2 separate regions of the Sus scrofa genome follow, and region 1 is linked to region 2. The links are chromatin contacts, called in public HiChIP or PLAC-seq maps. All regions are on one chromosome and are shown on one strand. Each heading gives the region's core, a stretch centred on a gene start, on an enhancer-like site or on the middle of the called end of the contact. The rest is flanking DNA. Distances are from core to core; before and after follow the strand shown.

Region 1 (5,248 bases), core at 1,148-3,647, 220 kb after region 2:
GGAAGCTTCTGGACCAAGCGACCTTGGAGCCCGGAGCATGCCTGGTACAAAAGGAACACCCAATTGCTGCGGATTGACTGGATGGATAGACGGATGGAGGAAGAGTTTCATTTTGGGACAGGTGACAAGCACCCTACCTAATCTTCGAGCCTCCTCTGCAATAAGCATCCAGTCTCAAAAGGGTTTCAGGAGCACTGGTCTCTGGCTCAAGAAAACCAAAAAAGTCTACTTGGATGGCTAAATGTAGGCCTCTCTTGAGAGGCACCAGGTGGCTGTGCATGCAGTGTACAGAAGCTAAGGTCTCAGCCAGGAGGATTCAGCGGGGAATGTGGTCAATTCGACACACACAGACTCCAGCCCTGATCTGGTGCCACTGCAATAAACAGCCGAGGTTCTCATCCAGTGAACCTCACAGCTCAAGGCTCTCTGGCCCTAGGTAACACTGAAGCATTGCAGATTAGCCAGCTATTATGAGGAGAATCAAATCAGAGCCACTATTATCATCCTGAGATCAATCAGTCCTCTTCTAATCACACCCAATTTTTATGCATCTAAGGCTACAGAGCCAAGACAGATGACAAAGTTTCTCATGAACGCAGCTCACAGGGCAGGATGAGGATATAAAGTGTACCCCAAAGAACCAGAAATTTGCATTCAGACGGATGATCAAAGACATAACTTCTTTGCCCTGAGTTCTGGGCAAAGTCATGAGAGTTCACAGGACCCGGTTCCTTTACTGGAAAAGACAACACGCTCATCACGGACCCAAGAGTGCAGCGGTGAACATGAAAACGCTCTGCCAGTGTTAAGAGTGCTTAAAAGAATTAGGACGTAATCGTTCAAATGCTTGATTTTTTTAAACAGCCAATTGCACCTAACAAGAGGTCTGCATGTCAGAACATCCCCAACCCTTCATGTAAGTTCTGGTTCACTAAACGAGCCGGTGAGTGGTCCCATCGTATTTCATATCAATAGCACAAAAGGACTATCTTCAACTACCAGCCACCTTTCAAGCCATCATTATTGAAATCTTTAAGTATTTATTCACATCTAACAAGACCTCACTGTGCGAAGAGCCTGATTATCTCCAGAAGACAAGTTCGAGTCCCATTTCTGGGCTGAACTCAGGAAGGTAAAACACCCTGCCCAAAGTGACTGGCAGAGACAAGACAGAAGGCCATCGGACTCCTAGACCTCAACTTCTAGGCACTTCTGTGCATTTCACAGGACTGCTCAGGACAAGGGCTTACACATAGTGGGTGCTGCAATGAACTTTTGCTAACCACATCCAGGTTGTTTTTGTTTGTTTTGCACCATGTGTGCAGATGAGAAGTTCTCAGGCAGAGGATGGAACCACAGCAGTGACAATGCGGGATCCTTAACCCATTCAGCCACAAGGAAACTCCCTATCCAGGCTTTCAGAAAAGCTGCCTGACACATCAAGGGTACCAAAGAGGTGAAACCTCTCAGGTAAAGTAGAAAAGAGACTATGGAGCACGCTCACCAGCCAAGAGGCGTGACAGTCACCTTAAGAGTAAGCGAGTTTCTATAGACTGAAGGGAGGCCAGACTAGCAGAAGGCAAGGATTCAGAAAGCCTGGGAAGACAGGGGTCAGGGTTCAGAGACTGCGACTTAGGGCTAGGTGTGCAAGGCTCCAGGCATGGGAAGATGGAGTGTTTGAGGCTCGAGGGGCAGCTTTGAACCACACCCGGAGGTGGGGGTGGGGTGGGGACGGACCACCGAGATGGGCGGTCCCAGGGGCGGTCCGGGCGGGGCCTTACCCGGACATGAGGCCCCTCCACCAGCTTGAGAGCCTGCGCCTCGAGCAGGTCGGCCCGCAGCTGCACCAGGAAGCGCACGCCGCCGTCCAGCTTGCTGATGTGATGGAAGAGGCTGCGGTAGCGCGGCACCAGCGCGTAGCGCAGCCGGTCCTCGGCCTGCAGCAGCACGGCAGCCTCCCGCGGCTGCTGGCGAAGCTGGAGTACGCCGGCGCTCTGCTCGGCCACCTGGCTGTGGTCCACGCCGAAGCCCCGCGCCAGGCGGCTCAACAGCTCGGCGCGCTCGGATGCCTCGGCCAGGCTGCCGTAGAAGCTCATAAAGTCCGCGCACTGGTTTTCAGCCGGCGCCGGCGTCTTCTCGCGCAGCTCGTAGGCTGGCATCGCTGGCACAGAGCGGTGCAGCAGCTCGTCCATGGCCCGCTTCAGGGCGCCGGCTGCCGCTGCCCGCCCGTTCGACAGCCTGGGTCCGGGTGGCCGCGGCGGCCTTGGGGGTAGCCACAACCCGAGGAGGCGCCCAGCTGACAGGCCGGTCCCGAGGACTCGCATGGCACGGGGCGACAGCTGCTAGGGATACACCACCACTTTTTTGGGGCTTCCGGCTTCCGGCACGCGCCCGTCCCATTGGCCGAGCCCGGGGGACGGGCGGGGCGGCGGCCAATCGGAGGGCCGAGCGGCGGGGATGAGGCGGAGCGCGGTGCTCCGGGCCAAGTGTGGCCAAAGGTAAGCCTGGAGGGGACCAATCCGAGGGCGGAGCGGCGGCGGCGTTGGCCCCTCGCCCTGTCACTTGGCCATAGGAAGTCACCGCCTCATTCCCTCTCCTCTAGGGCCAAGCTCTCCAACCCCAGGGAACAGCACAGCCGCCTAGGGAACGTATTAACGGACACAGATTGCTGGCCCCACTGCGGAGATTCTGATCCAGTTTGCCTGGGGGGAAGCCGAGAAATCTGCCTAGCAAGTATTCATGGTGTATTTCCCTGGCGAGGGAGGCTTTGTCTTGACCCCTGCCTAATGAAGGGCGGGTTCTCACTTCTACAGAAAGCGGTGTACAGGGCTCTCCTAAGCCTCTTGTTCCCCAACCTGCCCCTCCTCCCTTGGTCCTCATTCATTCATTCGACAGAGTATTTATTAACCACCTGGTATGTGCCACGTCCCACACTGGGCACGGGGATAAAAATGAACCAGACAGACCCGAAGCTGCTCCACGGAGTTACAGTTTTACAATGGAGACAGAGGATACATAACTACAAATGGTGACAAATGCTCTAAGGGAAAAACAGGGTGCCGTGAGGTAGCCGGGCTGGCATGGACTTCCTACTGTGGACAGGGGCATTAGGGAAGGCCTCTCTGAGAACGTGACCGTAAACTGAGACCACAGGCTAGTTACGTGTAGAGAAGCAGGGGAGATGGGGAGAAGCTGTCCTATCCATTCTTCCAAGTTCATGATGAGCGTTGTTCGTGTGTGTGTGTGTGTGTGTGTGTGTTGTGGGTTTTTTTTGGGGGGTGGGGTGGTTTTTTTTGTTTGTTTTTTTCCCACAGCCTTCGGCAGCTTGATGTGGGATCTCAGCTCCCAGAACTAAGACTGAACCCAGGCCACAGTGGTAGCAGTGGCAAATCCTAACCACCAGACCATCAGGGAAGTCCCCAAAGAACCATTTTTGTAACCTCTGCCTGCTCTTTGTCCCGCCATCTAAGTTTTATTGATCCTACTTTAAAAAGACTCCTGTGTTCCTGCTGTGGCACAACGTGCTATTAGCAGTGTCTTGAGAGGGCTGGGATGCAGGTTCGATCCCCAGCCCGGCACAATGGGTTAAGGAACCAGTGTTGCTGCAGCTTCAGCTTAGGTCTTGACTGCAGCTTGGATCTGATCCCTGGCCCAGGAATTCCAGAGGCTGCGGGGCAGTCAAAAACAAACAAACAAACAAAGAAAAAACAAAAACAAACAAAAAAAAACCCACCCCAAAACACTGCATTAATTTTCTCTCTGGCCCACTGATTCTGTAGCCTGTGTCACTTCTCACCAGGACCACAGAGGTATCCTCTCTGCTTCTAGGTCTGACTGCTCCGGTCCATTCTCTGCCTCAGCCACTGGGTGATCTTTCTAAACGATCCGTCTTCTGTGTTCCTCACTTATTCAACAAGCAAATGCTTTAGCATAACTGGCAGAAGCTGGCACCTACGGCCCCTGCTCCCCTCACCAGTCCTGTCTTCTCTCTCTCCCTACCTCATATTGGAATAGGGAAGAACAGCATGACTCCATAATAGAGCTCTTCCTGTTACTTTCACCTTTGTGCTCTGTTGGCTGTGCTTAGTCATGCTCCGCATCTTTCATAAAAGAATATTGCCCATCGCTTGAAAGATACAGAAGAGCCAAACCACGACCTGATCACATGACCTGACCTACATGGACAGCTACCAGAACAAAGGAGGAACACAAAGAACACCTTACCTCACCTTGCCTGTAAAAGGCTTTGCTGAAAGCCTTCAGAAAGCTTGGGCTTTTCAAGGCATGAGCCACCTGTCTCCTTGCATGGCCCTGCAATAACCTTTCTCTGCTCCAAGCTCCAGTGCTTAGGTATTGTTTGGACTCAAAGTGTATCAGGCACATAGACTTGCGTTTGATAACAATATTACTTCCTCTGTGTCCTGGAGGCGCCCAGAGTAAGGAATACGCTTGGTTTTGTTTTTATTTTTTTTTGCTGCTGCAGCCTGTGGAAGTTCCAGAGCGGGAATTGAACCCATGCCGCAGCAGTGACCTGAGCCACAGCAGTGACAATGTTCAGTCTTTCACCTGCTGAGCCACCATGGAGCTCCCAGGGATCCGTTTTTATTTATTTAGTTTTTTGTTGTTGTTGTTGTCTGGTCTTTTCTAGGGCCGCACCTGTGGCATAGGGAGGTTCCCAGGCTCGGGGCCTAATCAGAGCTGTAGCTGCTGGCCTATGCCACAGCCCCAGCAATGCCAGATTCGAGCCACATCTGTGACCTACACCACAGCTCACGGCAACACCGGATCCTTAACCCACTGACTGAGGCCGGGGATCAAACCCGCAACCTCATGGTTTCGAGTCGGATTCATTAACCACTGAACCACGATGGGAACTCCCATTTTTAAACTCTGGGAAGACACACACAGGAAGGGTAGGGGGAGGTTGTCTTTGGTGGCACTATTGTTGGCAGTGGCTGGCATCACCCTCTGTCTACAGCCTCTACACACACCCCCGCTTCAGATAGGCCCACCTTCTGGGAGTGAGCTTTCTGCCATGGTTAGGGAGAGGCTAGAGGGAATTTGTAGGGCTTGATACCAAATGCAGGGGAGTCAAGAGGAAAACCCAGCCAGGATGTCTCTGTGCTTTCAGAGAAAAAGCATCGATCTAGGACAAAGGATGAGGGCAGCATCAAAGAGTCTGTTGAGAAGAGATGGTGGGCAGCGTGGCGGGGCAAGGAGGCTCTGGGGCAGGGCTTTCTTGTTTGGG
Region 2 (5,861 bases), core at 2,619-5,118:
TTCTTCGCTTAACACTGGGTTCCTGGTAGTTAGCAGCTCAACGCTTCCCCGGTCTCCACAGCAACCGCCGCGCACGCGCACTCGAGTGAGCCCGCGCGTCTGGACGCCGGGGGCGGATCCCGTCAAAGCCCCGCCCCCCAGCGCGTGCGCGGGTCACGTGGGGGCGCGGCCCGCGGCTGCTGCGGCAGTGGTGACGGGGGCGGCGGCCGCTTGTCTTTGGCGGGACTGGTTCCGAGACTGCGCCGCCTGTGCAGGTACCGGCCCCACCGCACCCGGCCCGGGGACCCAGACCCTCCTGGTCCCGCTTGGCGCCGCCGGCGCTTCGCTCTGGCCCCTCCCTCTAACTCCCCACCACGCCCCCTGGGACGGGTACCCTCCGCGCCGAGACACCCGGGACCCCTGGACCCCTTCGCCCCTCCCTTCGCTTGGACCGCCGCCCCAGCATCCGTCATTCCTGACCTGTCCACGCTGAGCGCCCCTTTCCCAACTCCTTGCAGGCGTTGCACCCCGCTGAGCACCCGCTCGTCTGGGCCCTCCCCTCCCCCAGGCCCCGGCAGACCTGGGGCCCCACCCACCCCGGGCGCAGGCCCTACTCTTCCCCAGACCTGACCCGGGTGCTCTCCACGAGGCTCTGAAAAAATCACCCCTTTGTGCTGCTTTATTCTCGTTTCCAAAGGACTTGTCTGAGTGGGGTTTGTTGTCGTTGTCTTTGTTCTGATTTAGAAGTAGTTGAGAATAAGAGGTTCTTGGCGAAAGGGCACCATCAGTTCCCCAGCGGAGGTTGGTTGTTTGGCCCTGCCCCGTGCCAGAGGGGAAGGGTTCTGGAGACCCGTGAGGCTGTCGCTGTTCCAAAGGAACGTGCAGCCCAGACACAGCCCGGCGACGGCAAGCCCGGCGGCCCTCTGGGCGGTGGCAGCGTGATGCCCGCCTGGGGGGTCTCACAGTGGGAATCGCCAGCCTGGCTTCTGGAGTTTGATAGACCTTGATCTGAATTCCCACCTCTCACTTTTTAGCTGCAGAGCCCTGTGTATGTCAGCTTAGCTTGGTTTCTGTAAGCTGGGAGTGATTTAATTCTGCCTAATAAGGTGGATGAGACAAGTGAGATGAGAGGTGTAAAGCTTTTAGGGGAGTCTTTTGCATAAAGCCAGCTCTCATCTTAACGCTGAGCGTGACAAATAGCCATTAGCTGAAGGTGAGCGCTGAATTATGGGGGCTAATAGCTAGGGCTTATTGAGCACTTATTATGTTCTAGGCTCTGTAGTGAGCACTTGATACAGATGATGTCATTTAAGCAGGAGCTTTCATCCCCCTGTTTACAAGGGATGGAAAGGAATCTCACGTTCTTACAGGGGAGTCTGGATTCGAATCCAGGGTGTCTCTTTTCATAGTCTGTGTGCGTCACCGCTGCAAAAATACTACAGGGGCATAGAGTTAAACAAATTGGTATTTTTTAGTAGGTTTTTTTTTTTTTTGAAATAAAATTCACATAACATGAAATTCGCTACTTTAGCTTAGCCATTTAACAGTGTACTGTTCATAGCAGCATATTCACCTTGGTCCACCTGCTTCATTCTAGAACCTTCCCATCATCCTCCAAAGATATCCCACCCCATTAGCATTCACTCCCCCTCCCCCCCTCCCCCGTCCCATGGCAGCGCAGCTCTCCTTTCTATCTCTGGATTTGCTTTTTCTGGACATTTCTGTCTGGCTTCCTTGACTGAGCATACTAGCCTCAAGGTTTGTCCCTGTCGTAACATCTGTCCCTACTTCATTCTTTTTTTTTTTCTTTTTTCCTACTTCATTCTTTTTATTGCTGACTAACATTCCCTTACGTGGAGAGGCCACGTTTTGTGTATCCATCATCTGTTGTTGCATCTGGGATGTTTCCACTTCTTAGCTAGTGAGTAAGTAATGCTGCCATGAACATGGCCGTGCAAGTTTTTGCATGAGCCTCAGTTTTCACTTATCTTGGGTCTGTACCGGGGAGTGGGTGCTGTTATTATTTTAATTCCTACCGCAGCCATGGAGACCTGAAACTGAGGGCTGTCCGATCTTGGATGAGAACTCCCATGTTCTGCTCCCTCCACGCAGCCCCCCATCAGCTCAGGTTCGTGCTATCCCAAACATGTGCTAAGGAAGGTAAGGAGATTCCACGCAGTCATGAAACACCAGGAAGAACTTGGTCAGAGTGCTGATCCAGAGTTTGAGAAGCGTCCCGAGTTCTTTCTCCCTGAGAGTGAAATTTGAGCTTTGAACCCAAAGCATTATTTGCTTCTGTTTATGAGAGAAATAGCACCGTGCCAGGCGGAAGGAGGCCGAGCAGAGATGGATGTGATCGCAGCCTCACCCCGTCAGGCAGTGAGGGGAGATTCAGGACTTAAGGCTGAAAAGCAAATTTGTAGGCAAATTTTAGAACATAGTACAGGAAAACGTCTTGACGACCTGGGGCTAAGATGGGATTCCGCAACCAGAACATGACAAGCACAAACTGTGCAGGAAGAAGATTGATGAATTTGACGACAGTAAAGTTAAGACATTCAGTTTATTTAAAAGCACTGTAAAGAGACAAAACATACAGAGCACTAGCATGTAGAATATAGAAAGAATTCTTGTAACTCTGACAGAAAAGGAAGAAAAAAGGCCAAAAGCTAAAACAGATATTTCCCAGATGGGAAAAGACCAGCAGCGCATACATATCAGCAGAGTGTCATTCCCCTCGGTAGTAGTCAGGAAATGTAAACGAAAACCACTGGGAGATCCTGTTTCACAGCCAGCCTCTGGCAGGTGAACCGTTGGACCCTGCCAGCCGTTGCGAGGAGGCAGTGTGAGCGCACACTTGCTGCTGGTGGGTGTGTGAGTGGGTTCAGCCGCTTTGGCAGCTTCTCGTGGAACGTGTGGATGCCCTGTGGCCCCGCAGTTCCGCTCGTAGGCCTGTCCCTTCCAGAAACTCCTGTGCCAGGACAACACGTGCAGGAATGTTCATGGCAGCGCTGTTCGTGATTGTAAAGCCAGAACCGGCAAGAACAATGCTGGTGCCCGCGAGCAGGAGAGCGGGTAGATGGATCACACAGCGGTGGCACCTGTGGCCTGCAGCTCCAGAGTCTCGCAGACAACACCACGTGCAAAAAACCAGTCATCCAGGGATGTGCGTGGTTTTGGTTCCTTCATGGGACAGTCAAAACCAGGCAAGATGTAATACTGTTATTTCACAATCCGTGCAGGGGTGATAATAGTACAACTGTTCAAAAATGAATGCAAAAGCAAGGGAACGATGATGCCAGAATTTAGGAGTGTGGTCACCCCCAGGGTGGCGGAAGGGCTGGGATCAGAGAAGAAGCATCAGGGCGCCTGAGACTCTGCTTTTGTCTGTGAAGTCAGGTGGCTGTGTGGGTGTTTGGTTTACTGTTCTTTGAACTGTGTGTAAGACGTTTTCCAGCTCGTGTGTGTATTTCTCAGTTTGCTTACATTACAGAAAAAGTAGTCTTAGGCGTTCCCGTCGTGGCGCAGTCGTTAACGAATCCGATGAGGAACCATGAGGTTGCGGGTTCGATCCCTGGCCTTGCTCAGTGGGTTAAGGATCCGGCGTTGCCATGAGCTGTGGTGTGGGTCGCAGACATGGCTTGGATCCTGAGTTGCTGTGCCTCTGGCGCAGGCCGGTGGCTGCAGCTCCGATTGGACCCCTAGCCTGGGAACCTCCATATGTCACAGGAGTGGCTCTAGAAAAGGCAAAAAGAAAAAGAAAAGGTAGTCTCAGATGTGTCTCCTGCCCTCAGGAGGCCTGTGCTCTCTTGGGGAACCAAGAAAGAGACAAACTAAACACTCACGTGCCCCGTGGGCGAGAGCGGAGGGAGCTCAGATGGTGCAGGGTGGGCCCGGGAAAGGACGAGAGACTCGGGCTTCATTCTTGCCCAGGGCCTGGCCGTGGCCGGAACCTTATCAGTGAGTGCCGGGCCTGAGCTGGGGAGATGGGCCTTGGGCTGGCCTTACAAGGACAGCTCCGGTTTGAGTGCTGAGAGCAAGGCAGGTCCAGGCTATGTGTGAAAGAAGCAAGACTTCTCTGGGGGAAAAAAAAATGTTAATGAACATAAAACCCCTGACCCTGGAGCCTTAGTGAAAGGTTGGACTCTGCCAGCTGTCGTCGAGGAGGCCGAAGACCCCCTCAGCGAGTCCAAGATCTTAGGAATCTCTCAGGGTATTTCTGCTTCCCCATGACACTTGAAGGTTTTGGTTTGAGGGATGTTGCTAGATTTGCAACTTGTCTCTTTTTTGTCCTAAAAACTGGACCGATCATCATTTGTCCCTCTGCCCATCGGAACTTCCTGTGGCTGTTAGCACAAATCACCACAAACCTGGTAGTTTAAAACAAGATCTGGTTATTCTCTTGCAGTTCTGGAGGTTAGGGGTCTCAGGTCAGTCTCTCTGGGCTAAAGTCAAGGTGTCAGCAAAGAGATTCTGGGGAGAATCAGTTTCTTGACCTTTGCCAGATTCTGGAGGTGCCTGCATTCCTTGACCTGTGGCCCCTCTCAGCATCTGCCAGTCCAGCAGCCTCTGACCTCTGTGCTCTGACCTCCGCACTCTCTCCGCCTCTGCTTCTTGGGCACATTTTCTTCTCTGACTCTGACCCTTCTGCCACCTTCTAATAAGGACACGTGTGATCACATTGGACCCACCTGGATAATCCGGGCTAATCTCCCATCGCAGGATCCTAACCTGCAGAGACCCCTTGCTGCCTAAGGCGACATGTTTCCGAGGTGTGAAGAGCAGGACGTGGTCCCAGCAGAGGGGCCAGCGTTTACGACGCCGCTCCCTTTTGTTCGGTGGTGCTTTAAATGCCTTTTCCGCCTGAGACTCGCTTTGTTTTCTCTGACAACATTGTGGCCAGTCCGCCTTTTGTGTTCGTGGACCATCCCCCACCAGGTGGCATTTGGAGAGCCTGGTGACGCCTGTGTTTCAGCCAAGCCGCTGCTCCCGGAGCTCTGGTGGCTCAGGGTTTTCATCTCAGATCTGACTGCCTTTTTCCCTGTGGGGTTGACTCAGCGAAACCGTAGGTCAGGATAATGTTACAGGCGCAGCAGATGCGCTTTGAAGAGATGACTTTGCTCCTTGGACTTTTGACCATAATTTTCAGATGATGCTTTTATAGTTGTAATGTCCCTTCAAAGGGTTATTTTTTTTAAAGACCTTTTTTCAGCAGCTTTAGGTTTATGATACAATTGACAGGAAGGTAGAGAGATTTCCATCTATAGCACCTGCTCCCTCCCACACACGCAGCGCCTCCCCCGTCAGCATCACTCACAAGGGGGGTACCTGTTTCACCGAGGATGAACCTGCACGACTCACAGTGACCCGAAGTCTTTGCCGGGGAGACCTTCGGGTGTCTGAGGAGTTAGCACTGGCGAGGGGTGCCCTGTAGAAGCAGAAGTGCCTCACAGACAGTAAGGCATTGCGCTGCTTTTCCTGTTCGGGGGACAGTTCTGTTTTCCTGTGTTGTTCACTGATGTTTTAGTTTCCTGTGGAGGCCAGGAAACAAAGCTTTAGAGGAACTTGAACAGGCAGCTTGTACAGAGACCAGGAGTGGGTTCCTCTGAGCTTTAGACTAGTACCCAGCCACGCAGCAGTGAGCTGGTCCAGCCCCAGAGCAAGCCACATGCAGCCTGGCATCTCTGTAAAGCTCGAGAGCCTTCTCGACCTAAATGGGCAGTAAACTCCTTTCAAACTGTGCTTCCTTGAGCTTTCCTAGAGTTGGATGGTGCGGGGGGCGAGGGGGGCGTCCTGATTTCTCCTTTCCTTAGAAAGGCATTATGTTCCACCTTGTCCTTACACGGGTGGGGAAGGGGGTGACAAGGAGGGCAGGGACGTGT

What was found. HiChIP or PLAC-seq counts read pairs in DNA pulled down with a chosen protein or histone mark.
Region 1: an H3K27ac HiChIP or PLAC-seq map of alveolar macrophages shows a contact between it and region 2. The contact joins the promoter of MLYCD here to the promoter of DNAAF1 in region 2. A contact is called at or near these places in 1 of 5 promoter capture datasets (liver) and 1 of 2 datasets of contacts at active chromatin or transcription factors (alveolar macrophages).

Annotation. Positions count from the first base shown.
Region 1 is chr6:4,696,301-4,701,548 of Sscrofa11.1, forward strand. It overlaps MLYCD (malonyl-CoA decarboxylase, mitochondrial), which reads right to left and starts at 2,398. Exons shown (of 5, transcript XM_021093741.1): 1 at 1,782-2,398. The coding sequence starts at 2,324.
Region 2 is chr6:4,479,773-4,485,633 of Sscrofa11.1, forward strand. DNAAF1 (dynein assembly factor 1, axonemal) reads right to left here and starts at 3,869. Exons shown (of 9, transcript XM_021093733.1): 1 at 460-3,869. It overlaps HSDL1 (inactive hydroxysteroid dehydrogenase-like protein 1), which reads left to right and starts at 144. Exons shown (of 6, transcript XM_005664320.3): 1 at 144-254.